Regions from separate parts of the Mus musculus genome. Here all the other regions are linked to region 2. The links are chromatin contacts, called in public HiChIP or PLAC-seq and promoter capture Hi-C maps. All regions are on one chromosome and are shown on one strand. The core of a region is the stretch at or near the end of the contact, and the rest is flanking DNA. Distances in the headings are between cores, read along the strand shown.

What was found. Promoter capture Hi-C pulls out the DNA fragments that hold promoters and counts their contacts. HiChIP or PLAC-seq counts read pairs in DNA pulled down with a chosen protein or histone mark.
Region 1: a contact with region 2 is called in an H3K4me3 HiChIP or PLAC-seq map of embryonic forebrain, with 9 times the contacts expected there. The contact joins the promoter of Eml2 here to the promoter of Npas1 in region 2. A contact is called at or near these places in 1 of 39 promoter capture datasets (liver) and 1 of 115 datasets of contacts at active chromatin or transcription factors (embryonic forebrain).
Region 3: a promoter capture Hi-C map of stem cell-derived epiblast-like cells shows a contact between it and region 2, with 3 times the contacts expected there. The contact joins the enhancer-like site here to the promoter of Npas1 in region 2. A contact is called at or near these places in 6 of 39 promoter capture datasets (cranial neural crest, frontonasal cranial neural crest, hippocampal neurons and 3 more).

What each region holds. Positions count from the first base shown.
Region 1 is chr7:19,174,291-19,178,399 of GRCm38.p6, reverse strand. Eml2 (echinoderm microtubule associated protein like 2) reads right to left here and starts at 1,979. Exons shown (of 22, transcript NM_001347582.1): 1 at 1,639-1,979. The coding sequence starts at 1,786.
Region 2 is chr7:16,474,206-16,478,644 of GRCm38.p6, reverse strand. It overlaps Npas1 (neuronal PAS domain protein 1), which reads left to right and starts at 1,865. Exons shown (of 12, transcript NM_008718.2): 1 at 1,865-2,000; 2 at 2,961-3,138; 3 at 3,817-4,052. The coding sequence starts at 3,017.
Region 3 is chr7:19,256,213-19,260,590 of GRCm38.p6, reverse strand. Gm38499 (predicted gene, 38499) reads right to left here. Exons shown (of 2, transcript NM_001370864.1): 2 at 4,045-4,378. It overlaps Vasp (vasodilator-stimulated phosphoprotein), which reads left to right. Exons shown (of 13, transcript NM_009499.3): 7 at 1-10; 8 at 1,124-1,175; 9 at 1,326-1,359; 10 at 1,572-1,617; 11 at 1,698-1,788; 12 at 2,672-2,729; 13 at 2,837-3,662. The coding sequence ends at 2,874. Among named protein-coding and RNA genes, the nearest start is that of Gm38499, 9.0 kb to the right of the region's middle. Within about 2 kb of position 3,085, at least 72 of the 459 cell types and tissues checked have an H3K27ac peak or open chromatin away from gene starts, as enhancers often do. A contact at or near this core is called in stem cell-derived epiblast-like cells, where this site is marked.

The DNA of each region.
Region 1 (4,109 bases), core at 730-3,229, 2.7 Mb before region 2:
GGATTCTAAGTGGCCCTCCTCCACCTCCCTTCCAGACCACTCCTACCCAGACTCATTGCTGAGACAATCTAGGAGACCCTGGCTTCCAGCCCGTGTCAAGTAAAGATGGTAGCAGGAACAGCTAGCGGGCTCGGAGGTCTCACTTGCCATCCCGAGTCCTGTGTCCGTCACTAAGCCAGCCGCGCCTGCCCGCTGGACTCACGCACTGCAGCCTCCTGTTCCACCCCCTCCCTCTCCCTCCGTGATCCAATCGCCTGCCTTGTCCTGCCACCCCGTCCTCTACCCCCACCCACCCAGTGCTCCGCAGGTTCGGTGTCTGGACCTGCAGAAGGAGGGGGGAGGGGGGCTCTCGAGGTCGGAGGGAGAAGATTGCAGAGACTTGAGACCTCTATCGGGAAGTCCCAGGGTCCTGTGAAGAAGACGGTGTCAGGGAGTTTAGAGATAAGCCAAGGACTGCACAGCCAGTAGGGGGTAGGGGAGCCAGCAACCCACCTTATTTTGAGCCCTTTTCTACCTCCGGTAAATAATGTTACCGTTGGAAATACAAGAGCTAGGCCCCACACTTAACATGTTTCCCACATCATGATATGAGCTTAATAAATCCAAAATAAGATGAACCAATAAATATGGCAGCTATCCCACCCCCACCCTCTACTCTGATGGCTGTAGAGGCCTCATCAAGGACTGTCATCCAGAAGATCCCAGCCACTTGATTCGGACACAGCTTTTCTTTCAGGACCAGAACCCATACTTGGCCTAGCCTGAGACACCCTGTGGTCCTTAACCTTTAGAAGGTAGATGGGGGATTAAATAACATTCTAGTTCCTTTGCCAACTCTAGGGGTCCCTAGCAAAGTGTTTGTGTGCCCAAGGGAGTGACCTCCAAACTCTGAGATGATCCTTTGGCAAGGCCCCCTGATTGACATGGGGGCACATTGACCCTGAACGGTCGTCAGCTTTCATCTGAGGCCTTGCTTGGCCTGATGGTCCCACCCCATGACTCAAGCTCTTGGCTTCCTCCTGGACGTTTTCCTGGCCTAGAGACCAGTGTCCACTCTCCGCGTCTCTTTACCTCTCCACTCCTCCAGCCCAGCTCCCCTCGTACTAAAATGGCCCTACTGGCGCCATACACATTTGTCTAGGGGAGAAGAGGATTCTACCTGGGGTGGGGAGAGGGGGCAGAGGCAAAGCTGAAGACAGTGCAGTGTACAGAAAGTCTTCTGCTGTTTTACTATTCCCAAGCCCAGCCCTCAATTCAGCATTTCCCCCTGCTATGCCCAAAGACAGGGAAGGGTCCCGGGGAAGGGGCTGAGGAGGTAGGGGGCAGAAAGAGTTCCACATCGAGCTGACTCCCTACCCCAACCCCAGGTCTGCCCTCTCCCTCACAGGCTCCTCTACGATCTTTACCCTTCCCTCTGTCTGGACACCTTCGGAGCAGGTGTTTGTTGGGATAGGGGGAGCAGGATCGTGACTTTGGGGATAAAGGACCTTGTTTTGGGGTCAGAATCCTGTTGATGAGGAGAAAGGGAGAATCTCTCACAAGGGAGGAGATAAGGACTTGGAAGAAAAGGGTTGGGGCAGGAGGAGGTAGGTCCACCCTGGGCGGGGCCAGGGTCTGAACTAGGAAGGGGGCTCTCACCGTTGCAGTATTGCAGCAGAGAGGACGTGTCGTAGAGGCCGCAGAAGGCCGGGCCGCGCTCCGCCATTGCCCCACCACAGCCACCGCCGGCCCCCGCAGCCCCAGCTCGGGCCCGGTCCCCCCCCCAGGCCCTGCCTCCCGTTGCCATAGCAACGCCCTTCGTTCCAGCATCCCCAGCACGGCCCACCCAGCATCAGGCGGCCGGCTCTGAGCCTGGCACAGGGGTCATCCCCTAGGATGCCCTGTAAGGGTGTCGAGAGACTGCTCTGTCCGTTCCCCCAACCCCCGCAACAGTCTTCAGGTCAGGATTGGCTGCGTCGGGGTCCCCCTAGGTACTGTCTGGTCCCTCCCACAAACCTGAGTGTATTCTCTCTACACCCTCCTCTCCCGTTAGGAACCAATGAGAGTCTGTCGCGCAGGCTCCTCCGCCAATAAGGATGCGGACGGGTTTGAAGGGGCAGGGTCCTTCCTGCTTTTCATCCTGAAGCGTCGCCCCTCAGCTCTGGAAGGAGGATGGGGTGAAAGAAGACACTCCTATTCCCGAAAGCCTCCTCTAAATCTTTTATCTGATTTCCCATAAGTCCCCTCGCACGACCAGAACTTGACATTGAAACCTTAAATATGACAGGTTATTCTATAACCTGCGCCTGTATCCTAGCCGGATCCCCGCTCCTTGTTTATTAGAGCTAGACACGCCCCCAGGGCTCTTAGCTCCACCCCCTAAATCTAGAAACAACAAAAGTTCTAATCCCGCCCCTAGAGCAAATAGCCACACCCCCTTGAACATCTCAGGACTGGAACCTTGGACCAGACGCTCTAGTAGAGTTAGCCCCGCCCTCAGAATTTAGAGCCCGCCCTCAAGTCATTAGCCCCGCCCTAACCTTCCAATCCACTTCATCCACAGAAGCTATTAGCTCCTACAATCCTCCTCTCTCAGGAAGGCGTTATCCAGTCCGTATTTTGACAGAGACCCAGTTGTGAAACCCGGGACCAGCTGGCGGTGTCAGTCAGAGCAGGCTCGGAAACTGGGGAACTAGGAGGGAAGGAGGGGGTACAGAAACTGACAATGGATTTAAAGATGGGGCCGCCTTTCCCAAGTCATGACCCAGACCACGGGGTTCATTTTGCTTTGTTTTGTTGTCTTGTATTTTTGAGTGAAGACATTACTCTATAGTCCAGCCCAGCCCACACCCTACCCTGCGCCCGCTCTGCCATACCTGGGTTTTTTGTTGTTGTTTGAATCAGGGTCTTATATAGCCTAGGCCAGTTTTGAACTCCTTACCTTCATGCTCTGTCTCCATTTCCCAAAATCTGGAGTTACAGGCCAGTGACTCCATCCCTACCTATGTTAGTTTTTTTTTCTTCTTCTTCTTCTTCTTCTTCTTCTTCTTCTTCTTCTTCTTCTTCTTCTTCTTCTTCTTCTTCTTCTTCTTCTTCTTCTTCTTCTTCTTCTTCTCTTTTTCTCTTCTCTTCTCTTCTCTTCTCTTCTCTTCTCTTCTCTCTTTCTCTCTTCTTTTCTTTCTTCCTTCCTTTCTTTCTTTTTAAAGATTGGGTCTCACTATGTAACCTTGGCTGTCCTGGAACTTGATATATAGTCCAGACTAGTCTCCAACTCAGTAGAGCCTCCTGCCTCTGCCTCAGGACTGCTGGAGTTAAGTGTCACCACAGCCAGACCTCTGGCTCTGGGTTTTTGTTTGTTTGTTTTGTTTTGTTTTTTGATGTATTCCTCTCTGTTGTCCAGTCTAGCAAAAAACTAAGTAGCCCAAGTTGCCTCAGACTTGTGATCCTTCTGCCTCAGCCTTCCAAGTACTGGGAAAACATTAGCTTCACTCCTAGTCTACCTATGGTTTGTTTTGATATAGGTCTCATGTACCTGAGGCTGGCCTCCAACTCATTACATAGCTAAGAGAATGGTGTCTGATGAGTTTCTAATATTCCTGCTCCAAACCCTCTGGTACTGGGATTAATAGGCATATACCACAAGGCCCAATTTCAGAAAATATGCTTGTTCCTGATTTGTTCTTGTTCTTTTGTTTTTTAAAAGATTTATTTATGTTATATGAGTACACAGTAGCTGTCTTCAGACATACCAATAGTCCAGAGGTCCTGAGTTCAATTCCCAGCAACCACATGGTGGCTCACAACCATCTGTAATGGGATTGGATGCCCTCTTCTGGTGTGTCTGAAGATAGCAACAGTATACTTACATACATTAAACAAACAAATATTTTTAAAAAGGAAAAAAAGAAGAAAAAAGGGAAGAAGTATTTATACCCAAAGCTGAATGGTTTCTGGGCAAAAAAAAATATATATATAAAAATATAAAAATAATAAAAAATAAAAATAAAAGGTCCCAAGATAGAGTTTGGCTTAGTCCTTAGCAAGGAGAAGGCTAGTATGGATGGAGCCCAGGAAGGAGGAGAGAGAGACATACCAGGACCTACAGAAATGGCTCAGTGGCTAAGAGCACT
Region 2 (4,439 bases), core at 616-3,115:
AAGAGCTCAAGGCCAGCCTGGGTTAAGTGAAACCGTGTCTCAAAAAAAAAAAAAAAATTAGAAGCTAAATTAAGATGTGACAGTAAGCCAGGCAGTTGTGGCACATGCCTTTAGTTCCAGCACTTGGGAGGCAGAGACAGGCAGATTTCTGAGTTCGAGGCCAGCCTGGGCTATAGAGTGAGTTCCAGGACAGCCAGGGGCTACACAGAGAAACCCTGTCTTGAAAAACAAACAAACAAACAAACAAAAAGATGTGACAGTAAGACTTGGCAGTAGTGAGGATGCTCCTACACTCAGGCAGGAAGCCTGTATCAGGTTCATGTCAGCCCTCTCCTAATTAGGGGCTAGTTATCTGGAAGGCCTGTTATTTCCAGGATGCTCTACCACCTTGCTGAATCCCCAGACTTTCAGTTATTTCTTTGTCTTTTGTTTGTTTGTTTGGGGGATTTTTTTTGTTTGTTTTTGTTTTTGTTTTTTGAGACAGGGTTTCTCTGTGTAGCCCTGGCTGTCCTGGAACTCACTCTGTAGACCAGGCTGGCCTCCAACTCAGAGATCTGCCTGCCTCTGCCTCCCGAGTGCTGGGATTAAAGGTGTGCGCCACCACTGCCTGGCTGTTTGGGAGATTTTGTTGTTTGATTTTTTTATTTGTTTTTGTTTTTCAAAACAGACTTTCTCTGTGTAGCCCTGGTCGTCCTAGAACTCACTCTATAGAGCAGTCTGACCTCGAACTCAGCGGCTTCTTTTTACATTCTGTGAGTGCGTGTTGGGGTGGGGGGTCCTCACGTGTGTCAGGGGACAACTCAGGGAATTGGTTCTTTTCTTCCACTGTGTGTGTTCATGGAATCAAGCAGGCCATCTGGGCTGGTGGCAAGCCATTTACCCATGAGACATCTTGCCAGTGCCTGTGTGTGCTCACACGCATTCCATGGTTGCAGCCCATGTGGAGGTCAGAAGGCAGTCTCGTCTCTTCTCGCCTTGTTTGAGACAGTCTCCTGTCAGGTAACCAGGCTGGCCTGCCAGCTTCCCAGGGCCCTCTTGCTGCGCACTGTCGGACTGCTGGTGTGACAGACACACAGCGGGACTACCTTAGACTTTGTGTGGTTTCTAGGGATTTGTACCCAGGTTGGCCTCACACTCTTCCGCCACAAGCTTTATGCTCTGGGCTGGCCATTCTCCCAGCTCAGCCACACTTTAGTTTTTGAGACAGGATCTCCCTCTGGATCCCAGACTGCATTCATTTTATAGCCCAGGCTTGACTCCAACTTGTGCAATCCTCCTGCCTCAGCATCCCAAGTGCTGGGCTTAACAAGTGAGTGCCACCACATCCCGCTGTTTCCCCATTCTCACTTATAAAGGTGGGTGCCCACAAGTTGGGGCTCTAGTTCCAATGGGAGGCATAGAGACAAGACCTTGGGGCCCTGGGCTATATCGTCCCCTTAACAACCAAGACCTGGGTAAACGAAGGAGTCAGGTGCCCAGGCCACGACCTGACCTTAATGGAGTCTGGCATCCTGGAATTCTCACTTGGGAAGAGAGATTGTGAAAGGCCCCGATTTACATCTCTAGAAGGGGCACTGATGTCCGAGTGTCCTTTCCTACTGAACTATGGTGCAGATTGCCCCAAGAGTTCCAAGGGGTGGCTGGGGCGCCGGGGGGAGGGTTCTATAACTGAAGATGGCGATCGTGGTGGGACTCCAGGGTGGAGAGGCTGGCAGAGCTTCCTGATGTGGTCAAACGGTGAGGATACTCAGACACACCAGGCCAACACTATCCCAGATAGTTCCCGGAATGGGAACTATCCAGCAGGCAGGGGCCGCTGTAGGCGGGGCGAAGACAGGCACCGCCCCTCGCCGCCGCTGTCCGTGGTCTCAAAGTCTGCGAGGCCGCCGTGGGCGCCGAGAGCCGGGCTCCCCAGCCCGCGCGCCCCGGGGTCTATGGAGCGGCCCCTCCACGCCACCCAGTGGACCCCACGCCGCGCCCCGAGCACGCCCAGCGGCCAGGTAACCATGTCGGGAGTCCTGCGGGTGCGGGACGCCTGAAGGTTTGGCGGGAGGAAATGGGGACTTCTGGGTCCTGCTGGGATGCGAGGCTGAGAGTCTTGGTAACCTGGAGGCCACGGCATCCGGACACCTATACCGCCGGGATCCAGAAAGTGGTGCATGGTTGTTGGGGTCCTGGTCACAGAGGCTCAGGGGACTGATTAGACGTCAGCGCGTTTTGGGGAGGCTTGGAGGCCACCTGGATGCTGGGGACATGGTCGGCCTGGACGCCTAATCGTGAAGAGGAAAGAACCAGATGGACACGTCCCTGGCTCTAAAGGATCTGGATTCCAGTACCTGGGCCCCGAGTGTCGCGTCCATCCTGGAGTGACCAGCGGTGTCATAGACCAGGGTCTTACGCCCTGGTCTTTAGGGAGGAAGTTGTACATTAGGGATATTTAGCAACCGGGTCAGGTGGCGCCACCCCGAGGGGCTTGAGTGCTTCCTGGGCAGGACTTGGGGTGGGGTCCCTCTGTCCTCCCTGCCTCCTTAGCCCAGGCTAGGAAGTGGGTGTAGCTGCAGACCTGGGGAGTGGGACTCTGGGGATAGCTTTGGGGAACAGGTCCTTCGGGTGCTGGGAGCTATGGGGGGGATGGAGCCCAGAGCGTCTGGGCCCCAGCGAGGAGCCCGCCCCAGCGCAGCTTGGGCATGCTTGGCACGCAGCGCGCGGGCCGGTCCGATCCGTATGCGCGCCGCGTGCGCCCATTGGTATGCGGGAGCCGGCCCGGCGCGGGCGTGAGGCGGGCGCGCTGGCGGGCCGCGCGGGGGAGGCGGCGGCGGGGCACGTCCTCACCCGAAGCGCCAGGGTGGGAACCGCGGCTTCCCAGGAAGGGGAAACTGAGGAACGCATCTAAGGCAGCTCCTGGCTTGACCCTTGGGCACACGCACGCACCTCAGTTTCCCTGGACGTTCTTCCTCCAGGGAACTGAGCCCCACCTGCGACTCCTTCGCACCTGAATTCCCGAGTCCCCGTCGAGATGGCGACCCCCTATCCCAGAAGCGGTGGCCGAGGTGAAGTCAAGTGCGGGGGCGGCCGTGGAGCCGGCGTCCCCTGGGATTTCCTGCCTGGGCTGATGGTCAAGGCCCCGCCCGGACCCTGGTGAGCAAATCTGCCCCTGAATGGCCTCTCCCCCGAAGGCGTGCGGGGGTGGGGGGCTTCACAGCCTTTCAGATGACATTCATCCTCTGGCCTGTGCCCTGACCCATATCTAGACTTCCGTCACCCTCACTTATTGCTGAGTTCTGTTTTTAGTCCCCCAGCTGCGAATTCACCCCGACATTCTCAGGCTAAAGAGAAGGTTCTGTCCCCAGCCCCGTGGCCTGACATCCCAACTGAAGCAGGAGGCTCGCCAGTTCAAGGCTAGCCTGGACAAATAAGAACTTATCGCAAAAGGCAAAAACATTAGCCGGGCGTGGTTATGTACGCCTTTTATCTCGGTGCTCCGGAGGCAGAGGCAAGCTTCTCTCTACAAGTTTAAGGCCAGCCTGGTGTACATAGTAAGACCCCCGTCTCCAAAAAAACAAAAACAAAAAAACAAAAAACAAACCTGAGGAATGTAGTTCGGTGGTAGACCTTCAGTTCAAACCCTAGTACCCCAAATACCATAGCAATAATTAAATTATTATTATTATTATTATTATTAAATAAAGGTTCTGTCCCTGTCCTCAAAAGCCAGCAGGGATGTAGAATTCGCACTCAGGCCTATCCCACTTCCTAAAGTGCTGGGACCGCGTTTCCAGGACTCTTACTGACACCTCCTCCATGCCGCCCGCCCAGCCTGCAGGCGCAGCGCAAAGAGAAGTCCCGCAACGCTGCGCGCTGGCGACGCGGGAAGGAAAATCTGGAGTTCTTCGAGCTAGCCAAGCTGCTCCCTCTGCCCGGTGCCATCTCCAGCCAGCTGGACAAGGCGTCCATCGTGCGTCTTAGCGTCACCTACCTCCGCCTGCGTCGTTTTGCCGCGCTGGGGGCGCCGCCCTGGGGGTTGCGGGCCGTCGGGCCTCCGGCTGGCCTCGGTGAGTGCGCATGCTCACGCTGCCAAGTTCTGCCCTGCCGCCCCACCCCCAGCCTTGGGGACAGGATTGAGAAAGCCAGGCCTGCCCTCACCCGGCTCCTGGAGAGTCCACCAGACCTTTGGTGGTTTCCTTACTGGTCTCAAGGGGACAAGTTGAGGATTATTTTATAAACTTTTGACTTAAGTCAGAACCTGGCAGCAATCTAGATCACTGGAAAAGGTGGTTATTGTTATTGTCATCGTTTGATGAGACAGGGCCTTACTATGTAACCTCGGCTAGCCTGGGACTTGATATGTGGACTTGGCTGGTCTCCAGCTCACCTGCCTCTGGCTCCTGTGGGTGCTGGGTTTAAAGGTGAGCGCCTTCACCCTGTCCTGGCGCTTGTCT
Region 3 (4,378 bases), core at 1,836-4,335, 2.8 Mb before region 2:
TGGCCCGGAGGTGAGCCTGAGTCCCAGAATTCAGCTATATGCTGCATTTTCAGGGTTAGGCTGTTGTAGTGCTGACTGGGCCCCTCCCCTTCCTGTCCTCTCTCTTCCTTTCCCCGCCGCTCATGTCTAGCCCAGGCTGAACTCCCGATGCACCTGCCTCGGCCTCCTGGGCGCTGGAATGACACACCTGCACTCAGCTTCTTTGTGTCTATGAGTGGCGGTGCTGCCTGATGACAGCCATGTCCAGGACACGATGCTGGAGACTCAGCCCCTGAGGTGGCTCACAGACTGTAAAGTGCTTGAGCCATGAGAGATTCTTACACTCTGAAAGCTTAGATTCTTAGACACCCAGCTTGCTGACCTAGGAACTAACTCCTCGTCGCCCTTAGAATGCTTAAGATTTCCAGATGTGGAAATTATGGGGGACCCCTCCAGATTCTAGAGGAACAATCTCTGGACTGGATTTTTCCTTAAATTTTCAAGCTATTTCTTTTTATTTATCGTATATATGAGTGTGCCCATGACTCCCCGGAAGAGAGGTCTCTCCTTCCACCACGTGGGTTCTGTGACTAGGAGTCAAGTTGTCAGGGTTAACAGCCAGCACCCTTCCTTACTGAACCATCTCAGCAGCCCTGAACTGGATTGTTGCTGTTGCTGTTCTCAGCCCTGGCTAGGCTGGAACTTAGAATGATGACTCTTCCGCCTCTGCCTCTCACATACTGGGATTACAGCCTTGTGCCATGTAATACATTCTGTCCCATGTTGTTTTTTTTTTTTTTTTTGAGACAGTCACTCGCTGTGTAGACTAGGGCGGCTTTGAACTCACAGAGATCTGCCTGCCTCTCTTTTTAAAAGTCTTGCTACATTTATTTATTCACTGTGTATGTCTGTTTATGTGGGGGTTAGAGGATAAGCTGCAGGACTCAGTTCTCTCCATCAGCCTTCACAGAGGTCTTTGGGATTAAATCAGGTGGTTCTGCTGGTACAAGCATCTCTCTCTGCTGAGCTATCTTGCAGGCCCCTTCTTTAACTTTCCAACCTCTCCTGGAATTTAGCAGTGGGAAGGGGTCCTGTTGAGTGGCAGAGTGTGAACTGTAGCTTGTCCTTGCTTGCCCCTCTGCAGAAGAAAAGCCACACAGGTTGGGGAGAAGCCCCCCAAAGACGAGTCAGCCAGTGTAAGTAGGGGGCTTTTCCTGCCCTATATTCCTTATGGTGTACACTAGTACCCTAGGGCAGGGAGGAGGTGTTACAGGGCTGAGCTGGCTTTGGACCTGAATATTGGCATAGAAAGGGTAGTTTATGATACTTGTATTTACCGCCAACAGGAGGAGTCAGAGGCCCGACTCCCTGCCCAGAGTGGTGAGTGATAGCCCTGTTCTATCCATAGAAACTATAAATCCAAGGACACATTGTTCTTGTTTTAAAAGCACTACAGGGGAAAATCTGTGAAAACAGTACTGGGGATTGTAGTTTTCTAAAATTCTTTGGCCTGGTGAGTTGAGTGGTGGTATGGTACTGTGGGGGCAATGCTTGTCTCTGATCTTTATTTGTTGCCCCACCCACCCACCCAGAACCTGTGAGAAGACCCTGGGAGAAGAACAGCACAACCTTGCCAAGGTAGGCTATAAATATTGGGGAGGAACATAATACAACCCCTGGGATAGGACCCTCACTCCTGCCCTGTGCCATCTCTTCAGGATGAAGTCGTCCTCTTCTGTGACTACCTCCGAGGCCCACCCCTCGACGCCCTGCTCCAGTGATGACTCCGACTTGGAGAGGGTGAAGCAGGTAGCTTGGGGAAATAGCTAGAAAGATGCCAGGAGAGACAGACCTGGCTCCAGAATGGTTCTAGGAAAGGCTGAGAAACCTCTTCTAGCCTGAGGAAAGGAGTTGGTGGGTGGGGCCCAGGGGACAGACGCCCACACTTTCCCAGTAGCTATAGCAGACCGTACCAGTCTATCACTCATTCCTGCTGAGTCCCCAGAATCCTCAGTGGCTCGAGCTATCCATCTCTAGTCACAGTTGGCAGGAGACTATGTACATTTGGCAAGCTTGCTCCTGGATGTTCTCCAATACTGTTCTGCTGGCCCCAAAGATCTAGAACTCTCCTGTAGAACATTCCCATCATTTTGTGACCTTGGCAGCTGTGTTAAAGGATGAGGGAAGGGTTGTTGAACCAGCTTTCTCTGTCTTCAGTCAAGAAGGAAGGGAAGAGAACCTGGCTAATCAGAAGAGTGCCAAGAACTCCCCTCCTCCCCACCCAAGTGAGGGGCTGGGGGCGTGGCTCAGTGGTAAAGCCTAGAATCCTCCAGAGAGGGGCTGGGGCGTGGCTCAGCAGTAGTGTGCTTAAGTAGCATTTAAGATGCCCTACGATCCGTCCCTGTCCCTGAAATAAAGTGGACTGTTTGGTGACTAAGCAGGTAAAGGTGGCTGTGCCACTCTTAACCGAGTTCTAGCCACAAAAACAACATGGTAGAAGAAGTGAATTCTTTCAAGCTGTTCTCTGACCTCCACCCCAGCGACGTGTATGTATGTACCTCACTCTTGCTTGCACATCCCTTACGCTCACATGCACACACCTGCACAAGCACACAAGCAAGTGTTCATGTTTAAGAACCTTAGATAAGTTGGAGTAAGAGAGTCCGGGACCACTCTTGATTGGTTCTTTCAGGAGCTTCTGGAAGAGGTGCGGAAGGAGCTACAGAAAATGAAAGAGGAAATCATCGAAGGTGAGGCACCTCTGTTGTAACGCAGGCCCTTGTGTTCATGGGAAGTGCCTGCCTTGGAAGGGAAGACAGTGGAGACTGGCCTGACTTGTGCCTCTCATTCCTTCCAGTCTTTGTCCAGGAGCTGAGGAAGCGGGGTTCTCCTTGACTACAGGGACCCAGAAGACCCATTTCTTCTTTCTGTACTTCCTGCCTGGCACCTGCTTTCCCTGCCTCTACTTGACCAAGAGTTACACAAGAATGCGTTCTCCCCCGCCAGCTCCCACTTGGAAGATTCCACGTGGGGTGTGGCTTCCTGGTGCCATGGTCACACCCACGCTGGCTGCTGATTGGATAAGGAGGTCCCACCCCTTTGTTTTCTTTGGTCCTTTCCCTTCACCATCCCCTTGGGGCTGGTTCCTCTGCTGGGGATGGACCGAGTAACCCCGCAGTGAGGGAAGGAAGGAGGGGTCTCACCTTCTCTTGTTCTGGATTCACTTTAACGCTTTAATGCCTTGGAATTTTTTTTTAAGAAAAAGTATATATATATATTTGGGTTTGGGGGCGGGGAAGGGAAATTTTTTTCTCTTTGGTTTTGATAAAAATGGGGTGTGGGAGTTTTTAAATGCTAGACCCCAGGCTTGTCCCATCGGAGGCAGCTATATATAAGAGGGGAGGTATCCCACTAGGTGGGGGGTATTTCCCCCACCCCTGGGACACCCTTTTGCCTTGGCTCCTCCCTCTTTTCTATGAGGAATTAAGATTCTTTAACTTTTTTGGAACCTCAGTTTTGTGGTTTTTTTATTTGGGTTAGGATTTCAGGGTCCAGACCATTTTTGCCCTCCGGGAAGATGAAGTGAGGGGGAGAAGAGGAAAAATAGGTCCTCCGACTTCTACACCATAGCTTCTTGGACACGGGCCCTCGCTGAATAAATCTGCAGTTTTTATAAATGCAAAGGTCTCTGGAGTACTTTAAATGCTATGCCCCATCAAAGGCAGCTATATGAGAGGGGAGGTATCCTACCAGGAAAGGAGGGTTGCTGACAGCTGTGGGCGCCCTTGCAAGAATTCTGCTTCTCACTTCCGGTTCTACATACATTCCTGGTTCAGTCACGCCCCTTCTCTCTGTGGTCCTCACCAGCCTGCTTCCTCCATCCTGCAGTGTCTGCAGACTGTGTGGTTAAGTCTTACAGCTTAACGCTGGGTTGACTTCTTTACCTGGGAAGGGTCTCAGAAGATGACTGCCCCCCCCCCATTAGGAGTCCCCCTCCCGTAGTTCTTTCCTAACTGAAATGGATGACACGCCTGCCCACTCAACAAATAATGGTTTGAGACACTCTTTAACCTGGGGCTCCTTTAATTATAAAACATTTTAAATTCATAAACCACTCCTTCGTGGCCCAGTGGGTTAGCAAAGAGTGGGTAAGGGAGTTATTTGGTTTTCTGGAATGTCCCATTTGGACAGAAGGTGAGGCTGCTGTTCGCCATATTTTAAGTGGCTTTTTACCCGGAAGATCAAAGGCAGTAAGGGAGGGTGATCCTGAGAATACCGTGAAACAAACAGGTGGGTGGTGGCACTGGCCCACATGGTAAGGGTGCAGGTGGGTCCTTTACAAAAGGCCAGTTATGGGGGTGCGGTGGGGTAGGCAGAGTGACTGAGCAGGGCAGGGCAG